Regions from separate parts of the Rattus norvegicus genome. Here regions 1 and 2 are each linked to region 3. The links are chromatin contacts, called in public Hi-C and HiChIP or PLAC-seq maps. All regions are on one chromosome and are shown on one strand. The core of a region is the stretch at or near the end of the contact, and the rest is flanking DNA. Distances in the headings are between cores, read along the strand shown. Region 1 holds the start of Fancc (FA complementation group C). Region 2 holds the start of Ercc6l2 (ERCC excision repair 6 like 2). Region 3 holds the start of Ptch1 (patched 1).

Region 1 (4,142 bases), core at 1,123-3,622, 130 kb before region 3:
AGAGGAATTTACATATTCAGTTGCTATAGGATCATGAGACCGTAGCACCTAAGTCTACCTTGTCCACTGTCTCTCAGTGTTCCCTTTCTTCTTGCACATGCTTCTGACAATGTATCATCCACCACGGTGTGATATGTGTAACTGGAGACCCTGACCAGAGCCACACAAATGCTTTGCATTCTTGACTCTCTAGAATTATGAACTAAATAAACTATTCTTTAAAGTATCCCACCTCAGGCATTTTGTTATAGCAACAGAAATCTAATACACTCCTGAAATTATTTCAGGACAAGCAACAGAGACAAGAAAAGCCTAACAGAGATGCCCAGATAATTTTGCAAAGTCTTTTTCAAACTAAGTCCAAACAACAACAATACAAATGCTGCTTGATATTTAGCCGAAAATAAAACACTCAAACCAGGCGTAGTGGCACCATGCCTTTAATTCCGGCACTTGGGCGGCACAGGCAGGTGGATCTCTGTGAGTTCAAGACTAGCCTGGTCTACCTAGTGAGTTCCAGGACAGACATAATGAAACCTTGGAAGAGATGGGGCAGCATGGCATTCAAGCACTGCATCGTTACCTGAATCTGTGAATCTTTGTATTCTCTTTTCCAATGATATTAGATTTTTAGTAAATCACTGGAAATTAATTCATTTATGTCTTCTAAGAGAAGTTTCCATATTAAAAAGTTAGCTAATAACCATAACACCATAAACAACACCAGAGAATATGTGTAACATAAACTAAGGTTTGTTTTTTTTTTTAAGGAGCATTTGAGGATGAATTCTCAATGATCCGAGGCTGTACCACTCCTATTACGGTTTTAACAGTTTGAGATTCCTTGGGGCCTCTCTGTGGTATAGAAAATCCAACCAACTTCCTACTGGCCAGGCTGGCCTCCTTGAGGTTGATTTTATAAATACAAGATTTGTGTAATCACTGCTGGAACTATTTGCCAAAATATGGAAGCAGTTAAGAACCCCATCATTTAAAATGTGCATACAGCTTCACATGGGCAACAACATACCAGCCATGACCACCCAGACAAAGTAGCATTCAACAGCTAGCTCAGTTGATAAGATGCTTACCACACAAGCCTGAAATCATGAGTTCTACCCCCACAATAGTAATAGTGTTTGTCGCTGTGTGTGTGTGTGTGTGTGTTTAAGGTTTTAAATGTGTGGCCCAAACTTGTGATCTCAGCAATGGGGAGGCAGAGAAAGGCATAACCCTAGGGCTTGCAAAGTCAGGTGAACTCCAGGCCAAATGTGATGGGTGTGAGGAGAGGCAGGAAAGGGGTGAGGAGGGAAAGAGAGTCACTCCTGACAACACCTCTAGCTTCTACGTACACATTTGTGAGCACTAAATCTGCCATTTGGAACCACCCTAAAGGTGAGTGAGGGTCATCCACAAACAGGTATCTCATGTCAATCACACCCTATGTCAATCACACCCGCTTAAATTAATTGGGGCATTGGATTTTTTAAATCATCTCAGACTAGGGGAAAATTCTAGGCACACAGAGGTCTTGAACATCCTCGGCCTGGCCCAAGATTTTCGTCCAGCACCCTCTCCAAGACCAAGCACCTAAAAATTGTTACAGAAAGCACATTGTACCTTTAAACCCTCTGGGCCTGTCCCTCAAGCAGGTGTGGGAGGGCATTCTTGGAACCCTGGGCCAGCTGTTCTTAATGGATGCGGAGCAATAAACTTTACCTTTGCTCCAGTCCTTTCAAAAGTACCTGCAGCTGCTCTGAACCCAGAGGGAGAGGATTTGCTTAAAACAATAAAAATAAAAATAAATGGGGACGAAGGGTAACTGTACCATCACCCCAGCCATGCCCACTAGGATTCACCTTGGGCCTTAGACCCTGTCCCTCATTGTCAGCCCCGTCCGGCTCGCCCCTCTCGGCTCCTCACTCTGGTGGAGCGGCCCTCCAGGTCGACCCCGCTCTCGCGGAGATCAGTTTCCACCGGGTCGGTCGGCCTCTGCCGAGCTCGGTTCAATTCCGGATTAACCACGCCCCCACTGTCGGCCTCACCTCCCACCTGGCTGTAGCCACGCCTCTCGCCAGGCCCCGCCTCCTGCCGGGCTTAGCGCCATCTCCTGCCCCGCCCTCCCGCGGCTCGCACCCGCCTACCGTGGCTTCTCACCTTCCAGCTTCAGACAGAGCGCCGAGGGAGCGCTGCTTGCCCACGTTGAGACTCGGCGCACGTTCTCGCGAGTCTTCCCTGCCCTGGCGGAAAGCGGCAGCCTTCCCGGGTGGTCCTCACCCAGAGCTCCCTCAGCAGACTGGGCCGCGGCGGAAAAGAAGCCACCTCCCGGCTTCTGCGGCTTGAAAACTTGGCACGACCTCACGGAACTTGTTATGCTTTGACGAGTTTGGAATTTTCCCGCGGTCGCAAGGGAGTGGGGCTGCGCGCGCGCACGCACGCACGCGCAATGCACTCTGGGGGCGAGCGCGCTCCCGCGGCATGATGGGAAGGTCCTTTGAGTCTCCTGGAGGAAGTGGGCGACCGCGGGTCGTGGCTACTGCGCCGCACCGGGCTAGGGCTTCGTAAAAGAGAGAACTCTGGAATGTGGTTCATAAGAGAAGGGAGTTGCCATATGGGTCAAACTCCACAAACAGGAGTTTTGTCTTTGGCTAGTGATCGCTCCAATCCCTAGTCAAGCCCATTCACTGCTTAGTTCAAGTTCAAACCGGTTCAGAGTTGCATTTAAGCCACATAAGAAGAAACTTCCATTCTTGTCAAATGAGACTTGGCTTATCTTTTATTCTTGAATTTTTAACATTACACTTGTGTGCATGTCAAGTGAGCATAGAGGACAATTTTGTGGGAATCAGTTCTTTCACTAATGGAGATACCCAGTCTTTGGTGGCAGGTGCTTTTTACCTGTTGAGCCATCTTGCCAACCCTTTTTAAAAAATTGTTTTCTAATTTGGAGCTGCATAAATTACAGATGTTTGAGTTTAGGGAGGAGTCAAAATAACCTTAAAATTTTAGAATCTTTTAATTAGTACCCAAGAACCATCCATTACAATCATAAGGCCACAACTTCAAGTGTGCCTTAATAACACATAAGTAATATGTGCATGTAATAAATAGCTCTTATATTTAAATACTCTGTTGCAGGATATTTGGTCACACTGAATCCGGAGGTTGTAAGCTGGAAAAACCTGTTTCTAGATGTGGTATGGTTTTACCCTAGCACACACCTTTAATCGACATCTTTCTGTTTATTTTAAACGGGAATAAGATTAGCTGAAAGACAGTGCATGGTAGAAAAAAAAAAAAACCTGCTGAATTAGATCACCTGTATACTTTAAAGATGTTTAAACATCAGAATAAAACTCGGGGAATGGGTTAAGTTGGGGAAGAGGAAAGACTGTGTGGGTCTATCAAAATCCAATCCGAGTAAGAGAATCTTCCACAAGAAGGGCATGACTCAAGGAAGGAAAAGCAGCAGGAAGCTGATCCCCTGCCTGGGTTACTGTTAACGTCAGTATTCTAAAGGCATAGCCATCTTACCATTGAACAAATCCAGTTCATAAAGCAAGTGCTACCAAGGTTATGAAGCTCACAAAATCTGAAATGAGTATATTGATTTATAACAAGGTTTGTTGTTGTTTTTAATTAAGGGAGAGGTATAAGAGATGGGTCAGCCATTAAGAGCACTGACTGTTCTTCCAGAGAACTTGATTTGGAGTCACAGCATCCACATGGCAGCTCACAACTATTGGTAACCCCTGTCCAAGGGATTGATGCCCTCTTCTGGTCTCACTGGGTACCACACTGCACAAACATGAATAAATACATATAAAATAACAAAAATTTAAAGAGAGACACCAGGGGAACCTGATCCAAAACTAACACACTCTGCTTTACAGAATAGCTTTTTTTTTTTTTTTTTGTAGTTGAGGCTTGTGCCTTTTTAATGAGTCATTTTAGTCTAATCAAGAATAGCACCTGTGGGCTGGAGAGATGGCTCAGCAGTTTGGAACACTGACTGCTCTTCCAGAGGTCCTGAGTTCAAATTCCGGCAACCACTTGGTGGCTCACAACCATCTGTTTTGGGATCAGATGTCCTCTCCTGGTGTGACTGAGGACAGTTACAGTGTACTTACATGTAATAAATA
Region 2 (4,292 bases), core at 64-2,563, 240 kb after region 3:
AAGACAAGCATGGCAATGCAGTTACCTAATAGGCACTCAAAGGTGAGGAGTCTTGTTAGCTAGAAGGGTATTCCTTTAACAAGAAAGATTTCTTTCATTTAAATCAAAGTTTATTTTGGATTTATCAAATCACTTGTAGTTTCAGCTCTGAAAGGCTTTACATCTTAAACCAAGGCCAGCCTGGACTATAGACTGGGTTCCAGGACAGCCAGGGCTACACACTGAGAATCCCGTCTCAAAACCCCAGCCTCCCAAATAATTTTATTTAACTCTAGTTTTGTAGTTACTCCCCTTTACTCAGGTTGTTGTTACTAGCTTCATCTATATTCCTAAATGTTTCTCTTTAAAGTTTTTTCCTACTGTTATGCAAACAAGTGACTCTTGATATAGCACTCCTGTGAAAATAGTCTACTAATTTTTGGTATCTGCAAAGAATGGAGATCTCTTTGTTGACTAGGCATAGTATATCCAAAAAAGACCCTACTGTAGGCAGGATAATGATCCCCCAACAAAGAAATTTGTGTCAAGGAGCCTTTTCTAATGTAGTTAAAAGACTGTGCACCTGAAAATAAGATTATTTTGGTGAGCTCCTAAAACAAAAACCACTGTGGAAGGTTCAGGAAATGCACCATCCTTGGCTTTGAAGAGGTCAAGTCAAGGTGTGGCGATTCTTCCACTTCCTAGGAAGGAAGGCAGCTTCTCTAACATTTGGATTTTAGCTTTAGGAGACTTGTATGGCAATTGTGGCCTACAAAACCACATGACACATTAAGAACACATTTGGCTTCAGGTGCTTGTCTGGGAGACGTCGGACAGGCAGAATTCATTCAGCTCCTGCTCAATACGCTGTCTTGCAGAGGGCAGCTGGCTGCGTGGTGTGCTCTCCCTCAGGGTAAGGCACAGTCGCTGCTCATCTCAGAAGGTGAGGAAAATCCGAACCCCAGGGGTCACCTTGTTTGTGCATGGGCTGCTAGTTTTTCACTCGCAAGAGTTACGATAAACTAGGCAAACCCACGAAAACGCCCTCTTAAAACTCGCCTCCTGACGCTCCTTGGCGACAAAGCCAGGACTCACACTGTCCTTTACGGTCCTGGGAGGATGTCACACGCCTGAGGTCGTGGATTCTTTTACAGAAGAGGTTCGATGTCAGCGACTTGCAGTACCAAGTCTCGCGATATTTGGATTTTAGAGGACTGCGCCAGGCCAATCTCGCCCGGAGAGGAAGTCGCTTCCGCTCGTTGAAAGGATAGACCGTCTTCTCGCGATATCTGGAGGGAGGCGAGCGATGGAGCGCTGAGGAGCTCATTCTCGCGGGATTTATAGGCTCCGGCGAGCGTTGTTTGGTGGTTGAGGTGACGCCGCCGCGTCAGGCCCCACACAGCGCCCGACGCTCCGGGCGGGCAATGTCGGGCAGCAGGCCCACGTGCTGTGCCCTCCTCTCCGCTGAAAGCGGCGGGGTTGCTGGGCGCCATCACCTGACCCGATGGACGCCTCTGCCCCGCATCCCCGCGCAGACTCCCACAAAGGTATGAGCTCCGAGCTCGCGCCTCTGCGCAGAAACACGTCCTCAGGGCACTTCCGGAAGCGGTTTCCGCGTGGTTCCCGTGATTGACAGCGGACGATTTCGAACCCTTTCACCGCGGGAAGTCCTCGGCTTTGTGATTCAGCCTTAGGAGCCGGGACTAAAGGATGTAGTGCTGTCCCTCTGCTGAGCAGTGGGATCAGATTCCTCATCTGTAAAATGAATGAGAATTATTGGTTTTCGGTGACTATTCGATGCCAGTGATTACACTTTTGGTCCATGGAGTTCAGTAAATGTCATTTTTGTCTTTGTGTATTGCCAGTTACTAGTCCATAGGAGGGATTTGCCAAGTAGATGTGCAAAGGCCTATTTAGTTCAGTTTACTACATGGTGTATTGAAGCAGAATTTTGACTCTACTAGGTAACCAAGAGCTTTTGAAGGTGTAGTTATACAAACCATCAGGGACGCAGATTAGCCCCCTAGCTTCTATTAATAAAAGTGATTGCAGTAACAAATTACAAAGTTAACTCAACCAGGCATGTGAGAGTCAGAGACCAGCTTGGGTAAATCAGTTTTTATGAACTCAAGGGCTGGAATCCAGGTCACCAATGTTAGCAGCAAGTTCGCTTACGGGTGGAACCAACCAGACAGCCCTTACAGAACAGATTTACAATTGAGTGTTCTATACCCTGGAATCATGTGATAAATCTTGCCTTTCCTTTGAGGAAGATATCTCATGAAAGTAAGGAGGGATTCAGTGCTAATTTCAGGGTAAGAAACCAACGTTGGACTCGTTGGACTGAAAATTGGTCATGTTGTAATTAAGGACCTACAAATAGAAATGCCTTTATGAGTCTGACTGGTAAAGGCAAACAGTGAATCTTCTAAGTGGTGATGGTGGGACTGGTATGCTTGTTCCTCGGTTGAATCTATTAGATTTAGTCACTTTGGTATTTTAGGGGGAAAATTGCTGATGGGTAAAACAGACCACTCAAAGGCTCTGATGAGGAAGTATGTTTCCCATGTTGGAAACAAGCAAATAAGGCACTTTGGAATTGAGGGAGGCACACCAATCATAAGGAAACACCCCAGTACCACCTTTCACAGAGAAGTCCTTCCATGTCCAGCAATTCCAGTCTTTGTAGTAAAGAATCTTTCCTGGCTCCAACTTCATCTATTTGATTCTAGAAGTTATCCAAACTCAGGTACAAAGGTGCTTATAAAAGATGTAGTGGTGTTTTTCACATACAAGCCTACCAGAGAAACTTCTCTGAAATGTGCTTTCCCATAGCATGCCTTTCTCTTCTTTTTGTAAAAAGCACCTTTTGCCATTATGTTTATGCCTATGAGTTTTTTAGGGCCTATATATCTCACTAGATCAATAATTTGTTTTCACTTAAAAGTTCAGCTTATGTTTTTATTTTTTTTAATTAGAGGGTTTATTATTCCAATATGTGTAGATAAAGAATTAGATATCTAGAATCATTAAAATATATTTAAACTACTGATACACAAAGTTTTTCAATAAGTCAAACTATAGGACTAAATTAATATTCATGAATTGATGGTACAAGTGAAGGTTAGAGGAATAGAGAGAAGGGTATAGAATAGTATGTTTTGTTCATTGATGTTTTAGGCATTTTTCATATGTACATTAATGTATTGATTGATTTATTGATGATCCCCTTGGGGGTACATTCTTGAAAAGGAAGTATCTCTAGTGGAAAAAAAACAGACAAAAACAAATAAACATATTTAAACAGATTGTAAATGCTATTATGGTCATAAAATACTGAGAGAATAATGGGATATCTACTAAATTAGGTGGACTAGAGGTAGATTGGTTGTGAGTGATTCAAGATAAAGTGATGGTAGCGTATACTGAGGGAAGAGTAATCCAACTACTAACTAAATCAAATCTGATGCTGCCTTTTAAAATAGTTTTATTAGAATACAGCCATGCTCATTTAGTTATTGTCTGTGGCTGCTTTTTGCTTTAAAGAGTAAGAGACTGTACTCACTAAACTATAATTTAACAATCGCTAGTAGTCGACTGTAGAAAAAGTTTGCTAGCTCTTGCTTTCCAGAGATGTTGGCATAGAGAAAAATGATAGTTTTTGTTTGTTTTCATTTGTTTATTTTTTTGAGATAGGGTTTCTCTATGAAGCCCTGACTGTTCTGCTCTATAGTTCTTAGTCCAAACTAGCCTCTAACTCAGAGAACTCAGAGTTCTATCTGCCTTTGTCTCCTGAGTGCTTGGATTAAAGATTTGCACCACCACACCCAGCTGTGATTTGTTTTTGATGTAAAACCAGAAAAAAGATTGCAGTGGAATGCATGTAGGAGTAATAGAAAAAGAGGTATAAAGGCTACCTTGAAAAGTTGTCTGTGAATGATCCTAGTTAATAAGATGCCAGCAAACTGCTCACTACCATTTTTGACAGTGTTCTTCATTATATGGTACAGTGTCTGATGAACAATTGATATTTAAAACATGTATGTTGAGTGTCAAATTAAGGAATTAGGTCTTTAAAATGAGAGGGTATATCCGAGGTAAGGAGATGCATTGTTTAAAACAGAAATAATGTGTTAAGAATGACTGTAGTGGCATCATTAGCTTAGTCTCAGCCTGTACTGTTTTAGAAAGAAGATACTTTGACTTGCACATCTTTTTTAACTGTGTAGTAGAGTGTTAATTTCATAATAGTATAATAGTTCTCAGTTTGGGTCTAAAAGTATAGAATAGGAGAACATGTTTTTTCATGTGAT
Region 3 (4,368 bases), core at 591-3,090:
TTAGGAAGTGCGGCAGCCATCTGCAACTTACACTATTTGTGCTCGGAAGTGGGCGGCCACAAGGATCTTTCCCTCCTCTCCCACTCCCTCCTGGTGAACTCTTTAAAAATGCCGAGTGCACAGGGAAGAGGCCCAGGCCGGCGCCGACCGGGGTTCTGGCTGGGCGCAGGCTGTTCTCGGGGCGGCGGAGCCCCGGTGCTGGCCAGGGCCCCTGCGGGCCCCAGGCTAGGTGCTTGCCTTCCCCGGATTCCACACATTTCAGCCAGCCTCGTAAACACAATGAACCCGGCGGTTCAGCACACCCGTACCGAAGATTTAAGGTGGCAACTTGTTTACAACTGCCCCTCTCCCCGGCAGGCTGGGAGAAGAGGCGGCCCAAGACCTAGAAGAGAAGGGACGTCCTCTCCCGAGAATAATTTTTAAGGGAGCAAAGATTTCAAGCTCAACGAAAGCAGAACCGGCTGCCAAAAAAGGAAACCACCTTTACTTTGGCTCCCTCCCCTCTGTCTCTCTCCGCCTCTCTCCACTCCGCCTCCCCCTCAAAGAGGTTAAGAAATGTGGCAACGCCGAACTTTAGGTTGCAACCGTGGGCAGGGGCGCGGGAGAAGGGCGCTGGGGCCCGGGGCAGTGCCGCACTGCGGCCGCCCTGGAGGTGGTCCACTCCGGACGGTTTCCAAAGCTCCGGAAAAGGCACACCAGGGAGGGCGTGTGCGCGCGCACACACCACACACACATACACACTCACACACACGCACCCCTCCACCCCCTGCGGACCTCAGACAGCCCTTTCCTCCGGAGTCCGGAGGGAGAGTTTGAAATTTTCAACCTTCACTTTGCTGCTTTCTCAGGAGAGTGTGTGTGTGTCTGTGTGGAAGGGATTCCAAGGAGGAAGAAGAGGGGAAAGTGAAGAGGGAGGAGGGGACAGAAGTGCACCTTGGAAATCTGCTCCAGAGCGAAGGCGGCGTCGCAGTAGCTGGGCCGGTGCAGATAGTCCCGGTCCGGCGCGGCGCGGTGCGGTCCCCCGGTCCGTCTGCGCCTCCCGCCGCCGGCCTGCCTGCCCAGGGCCCCGGCGGCGTTACCAGCCGAGGCCATGTTGCCGCCGCCGCCGCGGGCTCCGGGCGCGCCTGGGCGCTCGGCTCGCGAGGACGCTGCTGGCGGCCGGGGACTCCGGCTCCGGGTGACAGACCCGCTGCTGCCGCTCACACGGCGGGCGCTGCGGGTGCTGCGGCCGTGGCCGCTGCCGGGGACTCAGACCCTGAGCCTTCCATTGCCACATTGCGCGTGAGTCCCGAGGTCTTTGCGGCCGCCGCTGCCCACATCCAGCTCGCGGGAAGGCGAGAGCCGGCACTTCCAGGGCGCGCCTCGCGGTCCCCAAGTCCCCCCCAGACGTCCCCGCCCCGCGCCGCGACCCCTTCACGGCAGAAGGCGCGCGCAGACCCCCGCCGCTTGCGCCGGCTCCCTCGGCGCCCGCTGCGGGCGACGCGACGGTGCCCGGCGGGTCTCAGCGATGCCGGGCCGGGGCTGCCGCCGCTGCTGCTGCTGGTGCGGCTGCGGCTGGAGTTGGCGGTGGCGGCTTCTGAAGCGGCTGCTCGCTCTCGGGCTGCTGGGTTCGCGGTGGCTGCTCGGTCCCGGACTCTGCTTTCTTGTTCTCCTCACCGACCCGCTGGACCATTCTGCCCCCGCGCCGCGCGCCTCTCTCGCTACCGGGACCTGAGGACTCCGCTCTGTGTGTGTGCAGCGGGCAGCGGCCGCAGCAGCTCCTTGACTCAATAGATGAGATGGAAGAAGAAAAAAAAGAACTCTCTCCATTTGGAGAAAGAGGAGGAGGAGGGGAGGGGGTGGAGGGGGAGAGAGCGAGCGAAAGAGAAAAAGGCTGGAACTCCCGCCCCCGGGGCTGTCAGATGGCTTGGGTTTCTGCGACGCGATTGGCTCTTGGAGGGCAGAAATTACTCAGCAAACATGACTATTATTAGCTGCTTAGCAACAGCTCACCAAAGTAGAGAGACCACCCAGGTAGGCAACCCCCGTGTGTGCATCCCAGGCTTGGGGGTGGGGGGGCGCTCGCCCAGCGCCAACCTTCTCGCATGCAATACTTCCATTAAGGAATGCTTCCCCCTCCTTTCTTTCTTATTTCTTTTCTTTTCAACAGTGTCTTCTTTTTTTGAGACGCTTTTTGCGAGCGAGCGCGCGCACACACACACACATACACACGCACACGCTCACACAGGAGCATTTGCCTCGTAATAGACAGGGGGGATATGTAATATTTTTTTAAGCGCTTAAACAATTTCTGAGATTCCTCAAAGAAAACCCTTTTAGAGGCACTTTGGCCTCAAGCTGCAGCGAATACTGGGAGGTCCGGCTTGAATTCCCAGGCCTGCACCAATAATGACAGGGTGGTGGATAGTGCGCCAATGTGTGCCAATTTTTTTTTCTCCTCTTTTCTTTTATAACCAAAGGCAAGACTTAGACTCTTGCAGGGAACAACGCCTTGTATTAAGATAAACAAAATGGAAAGTTAAAGAGGCGAGCAAAGATGTTGGGAAAAGCCACCCCTTTTTAAAACCCCTCACACTCCCCTAGCACCCCCCCCCAAATACACAACAGCACAGTCCAATTTGAACACGTCTATAAGGAGAAGCCAGACACAGTCTGATTTTTTATTCGAATGTTGAACATATAAAAAGAAGCAAATCTTTTCAGCAGGCCAGAGAAATGTAAATGAGAGATTTCTTGATTATTTAGGGTTCATCTGGACCCCCATTAATTAATCACATTCTTAAAAGAAAGTTTTAAGCTTTTTAAAAAATAAAGCTCGATACGCATCCTGTAACATTTAATAGCGTGACGTAGGAGAGAATAAAGGCTTTGATGTGGAATTCATTTTAAACATATTGTTCATAGATCGCTAATATTTGTCCTGATATTGCGTCCAGTGTCACCAAGACATCCAGGGGATTCACTTTACTGTTGAACAAAACAACAACAAAAATGCGACGTGGGGGAGGGGAGTGAATCTTGGAGCCAGCAACACTTTAAATTGTCTACTCAACTACGCTCTTTAAGAAAAATAATAACAACTCTTAAGAAAGCACATTCCATTCTCCTGTAAGTTTGAAGTTCCTCCTTCCCGCAGTAGACACCAGACCCAGGAACACCAGATTCTGTTACGTCCTATTTTTTTTTCCAACTTGAAATGCAGAGGGAACCGGAGTAGTGAGGAGCCAAATGAACCCGTGAAATGGGGCAGTGTGGCTTTAAGATGCACACGGTGTGTGTTCATTGAAAAAAAAAAAAGAAAGAAAAGGAAAGAAAGAACCCAGATGGAGGGAAAGGGGGAGGAGCGGGGAGAAGGCGGAGCCTACTCCACCACGTGACCCGGAGCAAGAGGCCCATCCGCGCACCCGCGTGAGTGTGCGTCCGCGCGCTCCAGTCTTCGGCCTGCTCTTGATGAGGGCGCACAGGTAACAGGGTCCGCGCGCTGACCTGCACGCTCCAGCCCTCATTACAGTACGCACAACCTTCCCGGGCCCGGGGCTGTGTGCGCGCCCTACCGCCGCGGACAGACGTGCTGGGCACGCCGTAGTACATTCCTGAAGGCGGCCCGGCCCCCTCGCGTTGCCCAATGAACGCGCGGCTTCTCCGCTGCTGGCCAATGGCTGCGTTCCGGCCCTTCCATTCAGCGGCGCCGACTGCGGTTAGACAGGGGCCGCGCAGGGGCGCGCGGCCACCAGCGGAGCACCCGGCTCCTAGGGCCCGGGGTGGGGGTGGGGGTGGGAGTTGAGGTCTCCCCCACCCCCATCATGTTGCAGTCCTTCATCGCTGCCCAGTCAGCCTCCCCTCTAGCCTTGTCTCCTTCCGGGCTTCCCTAGGACGCCTTGCCATCCTGAATCTCAAACCTGCGGAATCCGTTCGGTTTCTGAGGTGGGGTGATGAATCTGAGGGAATAGAGACCAAGTAGATGCATTTGGGGATGCTCACAGGATAAGGGAGAGGACCTGGGTGCCTGGCCAGTACGGAAATTAGAAAAGTCCTAACACCTGGAAGCACGTGATTTTCCAATGACTGAATTTCAGAAGAACTGAGAAATTCTGCAAAGGCGTGCGGGGTGAGGGGAAAGACCTTAACAGCGAGTAAAGTGCTGAGCTGTTAAGACTCTCTGACAAGTAGTTTGGTTATCAGCAGAAAGCAGAAAGGGGCAGACTACTACTATTTAAGCTTTCACATTTCGTGATCTTGGAAATTGGGTTGTTTTTTCGAAACTTGAGGGTGAGACCTGGAGTTCAAAGGTCAGCCTTTTTTTTTTTTTTAATTTGAAGCTGGCTGAATGTATGGCAAAGTAACCACCTAGATGTATAAAAGTTGTCT

Evidence for each region. Hi-C and Micro-C count contacts between places; a contact is called where the count stands out from the background. HiChIP or PLAC-seq counts read pairs in DNA pulled down with a chosen protein or histone mark.
Region 1: an H3K27ac HiChIP or PLAC-seq map of oligodendrocytes shows a contact between it and region 3, with 9 times the contacts expected there. The contact joins the promoter of Fancc here to the promoter of Ptch1 in region 3. A contact is called at or near these places in 1 of 12 Hi-C or Micro-C datasets (mammary epithelial cells) and 1 of 1 datasets of contacts at active chromatin or transcription factors (oligodendrocytes).
Region 2: a contact with region 3 is called in a Hi-C map of Schwann cells, with 5 times the contacts expected there. The contact joins the promoter of Ercc6l2 here to the promoter of Ptch1 in region 3. A contact is called at or near these places in 9 of 12 Hi-C or Micro-C datasets (the A7r5 cell line, Schwann cells, frontal cortex and 5 more) and 1 of 1 datasets of contacts at active chromatin or transcription factors (oligodendrocytes).

The regions. Positions count from the first base shown.
Region 1 is chr17:1,685,319-1,689,460 of GRCr8, reverse strand. Fancc (FA complementation group C) reads right to left here and starts at 2,372. Exons shown (of 15, transcript NM_012557.2): 1 at 2,158-2,372.
Region 2 is chr17:1,313,077-1,317,368 of GRCr8, reverse strand. Ercc6l2 (ERCC excision repair 6 like 2) reads left to right here and starts at 1,313. Exons shown (of 19, transcript NM_001400699.1): 1 at 1,313-1,526. The coding sequence starts at 1,484. It overlaps LOC102554174 (a long non-coding RNA gene), which reads right to left and starts at 1,208. Exons shown (of 4, transcript XR_360679.4): 1 at 1,075-1,208.
Region 3 is chr17:1,553,043-1,557,410 of GRCr8, reverse strand. It overlaps Ptch1 (patched 1), which reads right to left and starts at 1,840. Exons shown (of 24, transcript NM_053566.3): 1 at 934-1,840. The coding sequence starts at 1,092.